Linked DNA regions of Capra hircus: region 1 is linked to region 2. Evidence: chromatin contacts called from public Hi-C data. All regions are on one chromosome and are shown on one strand. Each heading gives the region's core, a stretch centred on a gene start, on an enhancer-like site or on the middle of the called end of the contact. The rest is flanking DNA. Distances are from core to core; before and after follow the strand shown.

What was found. A called contact is a pair of places that touch in the nucleus more often than the background predicts.
Region 1: a contact with region 2 is called in a Hi-C map of blood, with 5 times the contacts expected there. The contact joins the enhancer-like site here to the promoter of PIM1 in region 2. A contact is called at or near these places in 2 of 5 Hi-C or Micro-C datasets (both in blood).

Annotation. Positions count from the first base shown.
Region 1 is chr23:37,794,180-37,797,737 of ARS1.2, reverse strand. No RefSeq gene overlaps it. Among named protein-coding and RNA genes, the nearest start is that of FGD2, 48 kb to the left of the region's middle. Within about 2 kb of position 1,882, at least 3 of the 5 cell types and tissues checked have an H3K27ac peak or open chromatin away from gene starts, as enhancers often do.
Region 2 is chr23:37,691,430-37,695,436 of ARS1.2, reverse strand. It overlaps PIM1 (serine/threonine-protein kinase pim-1), which reads left to right and starts at 1,972. Exons shown (of 6, transcript XM_018039243.1): 1 at 1,972-2,493; 2 at 2,613-2,719; 3 at 2,830-2,880; 4 at 2,979-3,345. The coding sequence starts at 2,412.

The DNA of each region.
Region 1 (3,558 bases), core at 633-3,132, 100 kb before region 2:
GGGGCACAGGGAGCTATGTTGTAGAAGAGCTCTCACCCTCTGAGCTGTCTCAGGCGGCCTGGTGAGTGGAAAATGGGCATCTTCTGGGCACATAGGACTGCCTGCCTCAACAGTGGCTGCTGTTTGCTTCATTTCTAGAGTGGACACAAGCTTCTCTCTGGAGACTGGGGTGGGGGTGCGCCTCTCTCCTTCGCAGACACATCCGAGGACTGCTGCTGCAGAAAGAAGGGGCAGTACCCAGGGACAAACCGCATGCAAGGCGCCCAGCCCTAGGAGGGACTGAGAGACCCTCAGGGGCTATGCTTTGGTACAGACGTGTCAATAGCTATGGCGCCGGAATCTGGCCGGGCCATTCCCCTGCTGGAAGCTTTCCATGGCTCCCCACTGCCTGCAGGGACGAAGTCCAGACCCTGTGGCCCGTGTGTAAGGCCCTCTGCCCAGGGTCTCAACTCTCCCCTCCAGCGCCTCCTCTGTGCTTTGCTCTATTTGACCTCTGCCTCCTTCACCCAGCCATCTCCGGCTCACAGGCTTTGACCCAGCAGGGGCTGAATCTCTTGGGCAAGTTGTCCCTGCCCCCAACTCCAGTCTAGATGGGTTAGGGGCTGCCTCTGCGACCTCACCGGGAGCATCTCTCCTGGGACCCTTACCTACATCGCCTAGTTGCTGCCTGGTCTCTTGATCATCACCCAGCCGGGGATAGAAACTGTGGGCTTGGCATATCTGAGAGAACGTTTGGTAAAGGAAGAAATGAGCACATGAGTGAATTCAGTGCTATCTGCCAGGCGGTGTGGCAGAGAGCCCCACATGCCCACAGGCCCAGACATCCACGTGTGGATGTGTCCGCCCCCATGCAGTGGGAGGAGACACGTGCTTGCTTGTCATGGTGTCCCTGTTGAGTGTGTGCGTGCGTGCGTGTGGGTCCCTGCATTAATCAGCCCTGTGCGTGCGTGCGTGTGGGTCCCTGCATTAATCAGCCCTGTGCGTGCGTGTGTGTGGGTCCCTGCATTAATCAGCCAGTATTGCGGCTGGTGTCCTTCTGGCCAGCAGGTGGCGCTGCGGCCCTCCACGGCAGCGTGTGTCCATCCTGACTGCCACTGGCTGTCATCACCGGAGGGAGCCTGCCTCCCTTATCCTACAAGGGGCCAGGCCCGCTGGGTCTCCTGGGGAATCAGTCTTGATCTTCCGATTGAGCAGCCAGGGCTCTGATGCCACAGTATGCGAACTCCGGTTCAACCCATATCCGTGGCACGGTGAACGCCCAGCGCCAACCTGGACCCTCACAGGAGAGCCTGAAGTCCAGGCGGCTGTGGAGCACAAAGGTTGAAATAAAAGTATGTGCTCAAAAAAAATAATAATAAAATATGGTCTCAGAGTCCCAGCTCTTAAGTGGAAATCATGGCAATGTATAAGATGACATAATTGAGGTAAACCAAGGACCACGGCAGGGCTGTATCATACTCTCAAACTGTAGCCCTGGAGGGCTTGCTAAAACATGGATTCCTGGGCTTCACCTTCCAGATTCTCAGATTCAGAGGGTCTGGGTTGGGGCCTGTGAATCTGTATTTCTAACAAGTTCCTGGGTGGGTGCTGATGCCACTGGTATGGGGACCACATTTTGAGAACCCCTGGGTACATACTGAGGGGAGACACAAGGTTATAAATGCAGCAGGCTTCTGGTGAGACGTGATGGAGGCAGAGGTGATGAAGGGGCAAACTCCAGGCGCTACAGGGCCAAGGAGAGGGGGCAGATCCCCGTGGCCTGGGCAGTAGGAAGGGGAGTGGACCCGGCTGTGCTCACTCCCACCACCGTTCTCAGCTCTGCCCCTGGGCAGTCGCGCTGGAGGAAGTGAGCCCAGCGGCCGGCTGTCCGGTTGGCGGGGCACCAGGCTTGCTCCACTCCACGTGGCTGCTGCCTTTCCCCGAAAGGGATGGGTCAGTTGGTTCTCTGCTCCAGGCCTGGCCTCTGCTGTGCTTCCTCAGCTTCTGGGAACTCGCATTTCCTTTCTGTTTCTTTTTTTAATACTGCTTTCAAATCCAATTATCATGAAGGCAAAGCATGTCCATCTTCGAACATCCATACAAAGCAGAAAAGTATAAAGAAGAAAGCGAAGTTTCTTCTTCAATGGAAGTTCCAGTCACTCAGAGGTAGTCGCCGTCTACTTCCTTCCTTGTACGGGTGTCTCCTGCACAATATTCTATCCGCTTGATATTGCAGCATGAGTGTTGTCCTTTGACGTGAACGTCCTTAGGAAACATGAACTTAAGGGCAGCGCAAGTGCACAGGTGAAGCTCTTGATGCAGTAACCGTGACCAGCGTTTCAGGTGACTTCTCCAGGGGAACCTCCCAGAAAGGGACTCGCTGGGTCAAAGGGCATGAAAATTTTAAGACTCTTGATACATATGAACCATGTGCTCCCCAAAAACATTGTGCAGGTTGGTGGCCCGGCCCAGGGTGGGAGGGGAATGATAGCTGCTGGGCCCAATTCACAATGTTTGAAATGAAATGAGGAGGCCCATGCGGCCACACGGTGGGCTGGAAGAAGGGCCTGGCACTGTCCAGCCTCCACAGCTGCCTGGGCAGTGCCATGCCCCATGCCATGCTTCCGGTGGAGGGTGTGGCACCTCTGATGGGGCCTGGCCTGGGCAGAGATGCCCTCCTGTCCTGGAGCCAGCGTGGGACTAGTTTCAGAACATCAGAAATGACCACTTCTGGGACTTCCTTGTTGGTCCAGTAGTTAAGACTGTGCTCCCAGTGTGGAGAAGGCAATGGCACCCCACTCCAGTGCTCTTGCCTGGAAAATCCCATGGACGGAGGAGCCTGGTGGGCTGCAGTCCATGAGGTCGCTAAGAGTCAGACACGACTGAGCGACTTCACTTTCTCTTTTCACCTTCATGCATTGGAGAAGGAAATGGCAACCCACTCCACTGTTCTTGCCTGGAGAATCCCAGGGACGGAGAGCCTGGTGGGCTGCCGTCTATGGGGTCGCACAGAGTCGGACACGACTGAAGCGGCTTAGCAGCAGCAGCAGCAGCAGCAGCTCCCAGGGTGTGGGGCCTGGGTTCAGTCACTGGTCAGGGAACTAGATCCCACATGCCGCACAGCTTGACCTAAAAACAAATGACCACTTCTTCCCACCTCACCACCACCAACCTGGCCCATCTCCGCCAGGATGGTCTCGGTAGCCCCCCATTGTCTCCCTGTCCCCATCCGTCCCTGCCGCGTTAGTCTGTCTCCATAGCAGCCAGAGAGATCCTTTTCAAACCTAAGTCAAGTTGGGTTACTCTTTAGCTCAAAACCTTCCAGTGGCTCCCATCTCACTCAGGGTTAAAAGCAAAGACCTCACTGTGACCTCCAAGGCCTTTAGGATCTGTCCCTCCCCTACTCCCATTAGCTCTCTGACCTCGCTTCCCACCACTCCCTCCCTTACCTGCTCAGCTGCCCAATGCTCCTCAGAACAACCCATCATACTCCTGCCGCAGGGCCTTTGCACTGCCGTTCCCTCTGCCTCAGCTAGCCACGCTTCCTCAGCCATGCACAGGCTCCTCTGCTCAAATGTC
Region 2 (4,007 bases), core at 723-3,222:
TTGTGTCCTGAAGTCTGGAAAGACTTTAAATGAAAGTGTAGAGGGGGCATTCTCAGAACAATTTGACTACCTCTACAAAGGCAGAAAGTCCAGCTCTACAAAGGCTAGACAAGTGGGAACAAGTGAGAATAGTCCAGTAGCGCTTATGAGAGGAAAGGAAGAGGGGACGGAGGTGGGGGTCACATACATTGATTGATACTTGATGTCTTACTCAGTACAAAGAACAGTTTTAGAGCCCAACATGAGGAAAATTTTGGATAGTCAGGGGTTGAATTTGTGTTGTTTTATCTCTTCTCTTAGCTGTTGTATGACCCTGTGTCATTTTATTTATGTTTCATTTTCCTATCCGTAAAAAAGGAATAATTCTTGTTCCCTTGGGCTTTTTCCTAGTCATTGAAAATGAATGAGTTAGGCCACAGTATACAAAAGGAAAATATGTAATATTTCATAAGATAATAAAAGTTGTGAAATATCTGAGCATCTTTATATAACAGCATTGTAGAAAACTTTTAATGAAACATTTAAATTCATTAATGAGTACAGCTATACAGATCCTCAGACCTCATTTTTTAAGTGGCAGAAACTTGAAAAAAAAAAATTAAAAGAGGATGTAGTTAGCTTTCAATTACTTAGGAGGACCCGACAACTCAATTTACGGATTACAAAGAATTTTAATTTACTCATTTCACACGTCGTTATCAACTCTACAAGAAGTTTAAAAGGACAAAGGATGAAAGTCGAATTGGTCAGTTTCCGTGTTATTTCCAAGGGGGCATGGAGCCGGGGTGAGGGGGGAATTTCCTTTGAGTCAAGACTGGGGGCAGCCAATAATTGCTAATATTGCCTGACTGGTAATAACAGGCTGACGAGAAGGTGAATACAACGTGAAAACTCTGATTACATCTAGCGCGCCTTCCCACCCTCGCTCTTAGATGAGGCATTTTCTTCTCTCTCCCGCCCTCACAGAAGGGGCTGAGACAGCATCTGGCATCACAATACTAACATTTGTTTCGTGATTTCCTCTTTACTGGGCACTCTGACACACATCACTTCTTCGGCATCAGGATTCACTGGAACCTTTCTGCATTTTTTAAAACATAAAAATCTGCCAGGGGATCTGGGGGCCGATCTTTTCACCGGCTGTGACAATCGCGATCTGGACCCCTCCCCCGAGCGAGCGGAGCTCTCCGGGTTTTATTCCAGGCCTGTGACACCTCCGTGAAGCCGCCGTTGTGACTCATATCTTGCAGATCCTGCGCCCCCAACATCCAAACCCCAGAGAATCCAGCCCGATCCCACAGCGCGTGGTCAACCCGCCCAAGCCGACTTGGAGGTCTCGCGTCTGAGTCAGACATAAAGACCACCCTCGTCGGCATCCTCCCCCTGCCCCCCCCACACAGTCGCTCACACCCCGGCGCGCCGGCCGCCGGGCCTCGGGGCCTGACACACCAACGGCTGTCTTCTCTGCGCAACTTGTTATGCTCCAGCTCTTAGCCCTTGACCCAAAAACCCCGAGAAATGGAGAGCCGCAGAGCCGGCCTCGGGCGGCCTTTGAAGGCTTTGTTATTGTTTGGGTTTGAATCGATACGCCCCTCCCCATCCTTCCTCCCTCGCGGCTCAACACCCGGCTCCCGCCTCCCCGCACGCCCCAGCGCCCCTCCCCCTCCATTTTGGCGCCTTTTCCTTCCCGCCACGTCGTGGCGGCGTAGAGACCATTCTGACCGCGAGAGCCGGGGCGGGGCGTGGGCGGGGCGCGCGCCGCGTTATGCAGATGAGCCGGCCTCTGGTTGGCTGGAGGCGCGCCGGCGGGGGCGGGGGCGGGGCGCGGCCACGGAGGGCGAGCGGGGAGGGGGGGTGCGGAGGGGAGTCGCCCTGTCCCGCCGCTCCCCCACCCCCTCTCCTCCCTCCGCCGGCCCGGCCGCCCGGCTTCCCCCGCCTAGGCCTCCCGGAGAGGCCCCGCCCCATCCCCGCCCGCCCGCGCGCCCCCTCCCCGCCGGCGCGCTCCGCCCCTTTTACTCCTGGCGGCAGGGCGAGCCGGGCGTCTGCTGCAGCGGCCGCGGTGGCGGAGGAGGCCGGAGAGGACTTGGCGGCGGCGGCGGTGGCGGGACCGGCAACAGCAGCAGCAGCTACAGCTACACACTCCCTGTGCCGCAGCGCTGCCACACCAGCCCCTCGAGCCGCCCACCCTGCCGCCCGCGGCGCTGCCTGACCCTGCCGGCGTGTCCGTCAGCCGCCAGCGCCCCCAGTCGTCCTCCGACTCGCCCTCGGCCTTCCGCGCCAGCCGCAGCCGCAGCCGCAACGCCACCCGCAGCCTCAGCCCCGGCCTTAGGCACAGCCGCCGGCGCAGCCCTAGTCCCTACTGCAGTAGCTCCTCCAGACACAGCCTCTGCGCCGACACCCTGGAGGTGGGGATGCTCTTGTCCAAAATCAACTCGCTTGCCCACCTGCGCGCCGCGCCCTGCAGCGACCTGCACGCCACCAAGCTGGCGCCGGGTAAGTGCCTCTCTCCCACCAACCCTGGATGGAGGTGGGGGGCGGCTGGACCTCGAGGGTGGAAGCTGGGGGGCTCGCGGGACGTCACTGAGTCTCCTGGGACTCTCCCTTTCCTATAGGCAAGGAGAAGGAGCCCCTGGAGTCGCAGTACCAGGTGGGCCCGCTCCTGGGCAGCGGCGGCTTCGGCTCGGTGTACTCAGGCATTCGTGTCGCCGACAACTTGCCGGTGAGTGGGCGCCCGGCTTGCGAGGAGGGCGCGCCGGCCGGGGGCACGCCGGTGTGTTTGCCCCCCGGCGAGGGAATCTCTAACAGAGACTCTATGGGGGGGCTTTCCAGGTGGCCATCAAGCACGTGGAGAAGGACCGGATTTCCGACTGGGGAGAGCTGGTGAGTATCCTGGAGGTAGCGACCCCCCGGGATGGGTGGAGTGGGGCACCCTGTGACCCGCCCCCGCCCTAACTGCAGCCCCCCTCGCCCCTCTGCAGCCTAATGGCACCCGAGTGCCCATGGAAGTGGTTCTGCTGAAGAAGGTGAGCTCGGGCTTCTCCGGCGTCATTAGGCTCCTGGACTGGTTCGAGAGGCCCGACAGTTTCGTCCTGATCCTGGAGAGGCCGGAGCCGGTGCAAGACCTCTTCGACTTTATCACGGAAAGAGGGGCCCTGCAGGAGGAGCTGGCCCGCAGCTTCTTCTGGCAGGTGCTGGAGGCGGTGCGGCACTGCCACGACTGCGGGGTGCTTCACCGCGACATCAAGGACGAGAACATCCTTATCGACCTCAATCGCGGCGAGCTCAAGCTCATCGACTTCGGGTCGGGGGCGCTGCTCAAGGACACCGTCTACACGGACTTCGATGGTGAGTCAGGCCTGAGGGGGAGCTCCCCGGGAGGGGAACTGCCCAGGTGACTCGGCCTGGCCTGGAGGCCTCGGCAGGCTTCCCTCCCGGCCCTTTGTAAAGGTCATCGGGCCGCCTGGCTCGATGCTAGCAGGGGTGGGGCGAAGGAGGGCTTCCCAGGGTAGGAAAGCTGGGAATTTCGAGCCAGCTGAACCTGTAATGTCTCTGGCATGATTTTATTTTTTAAGTGAAATTCAGTGGGTTCCAAGCTTTCCCCATGAATAAGAGGTTGTGGGCAACCGGCCGTAGCCCAGATTTCTGAAGTCTGACCCAGTTTCCCCGCCGGTAGAAGGATGAGAGGGAGGGGACAGGGGGAGGAGAGAGCGGGAGAGATGAAAATTGATTGCCGGTTTTGTCATTTTTGTTTTGATTTATAAGGGAGTTTTCGGTTGAGGTAGTTTTCAGAGCTGCAGTGTGTGTGTGTGTGTGTGTGTGTGTGTGTGTGTGTGTGTGTGTTTTCCCCTCCCCTTTGATCTAGGGACGAATAAGGAAGAGAAGAGTAGTTTTACTAAATAATTCATTTTGTTGATTCTTGTTATTATTATTTTATCTTGGTGGTGATGTGGAGTGAGGGAGTCGGGAATGAATGTTGTGAAATAGGATCTCTTGCTGGTTTGAAAATT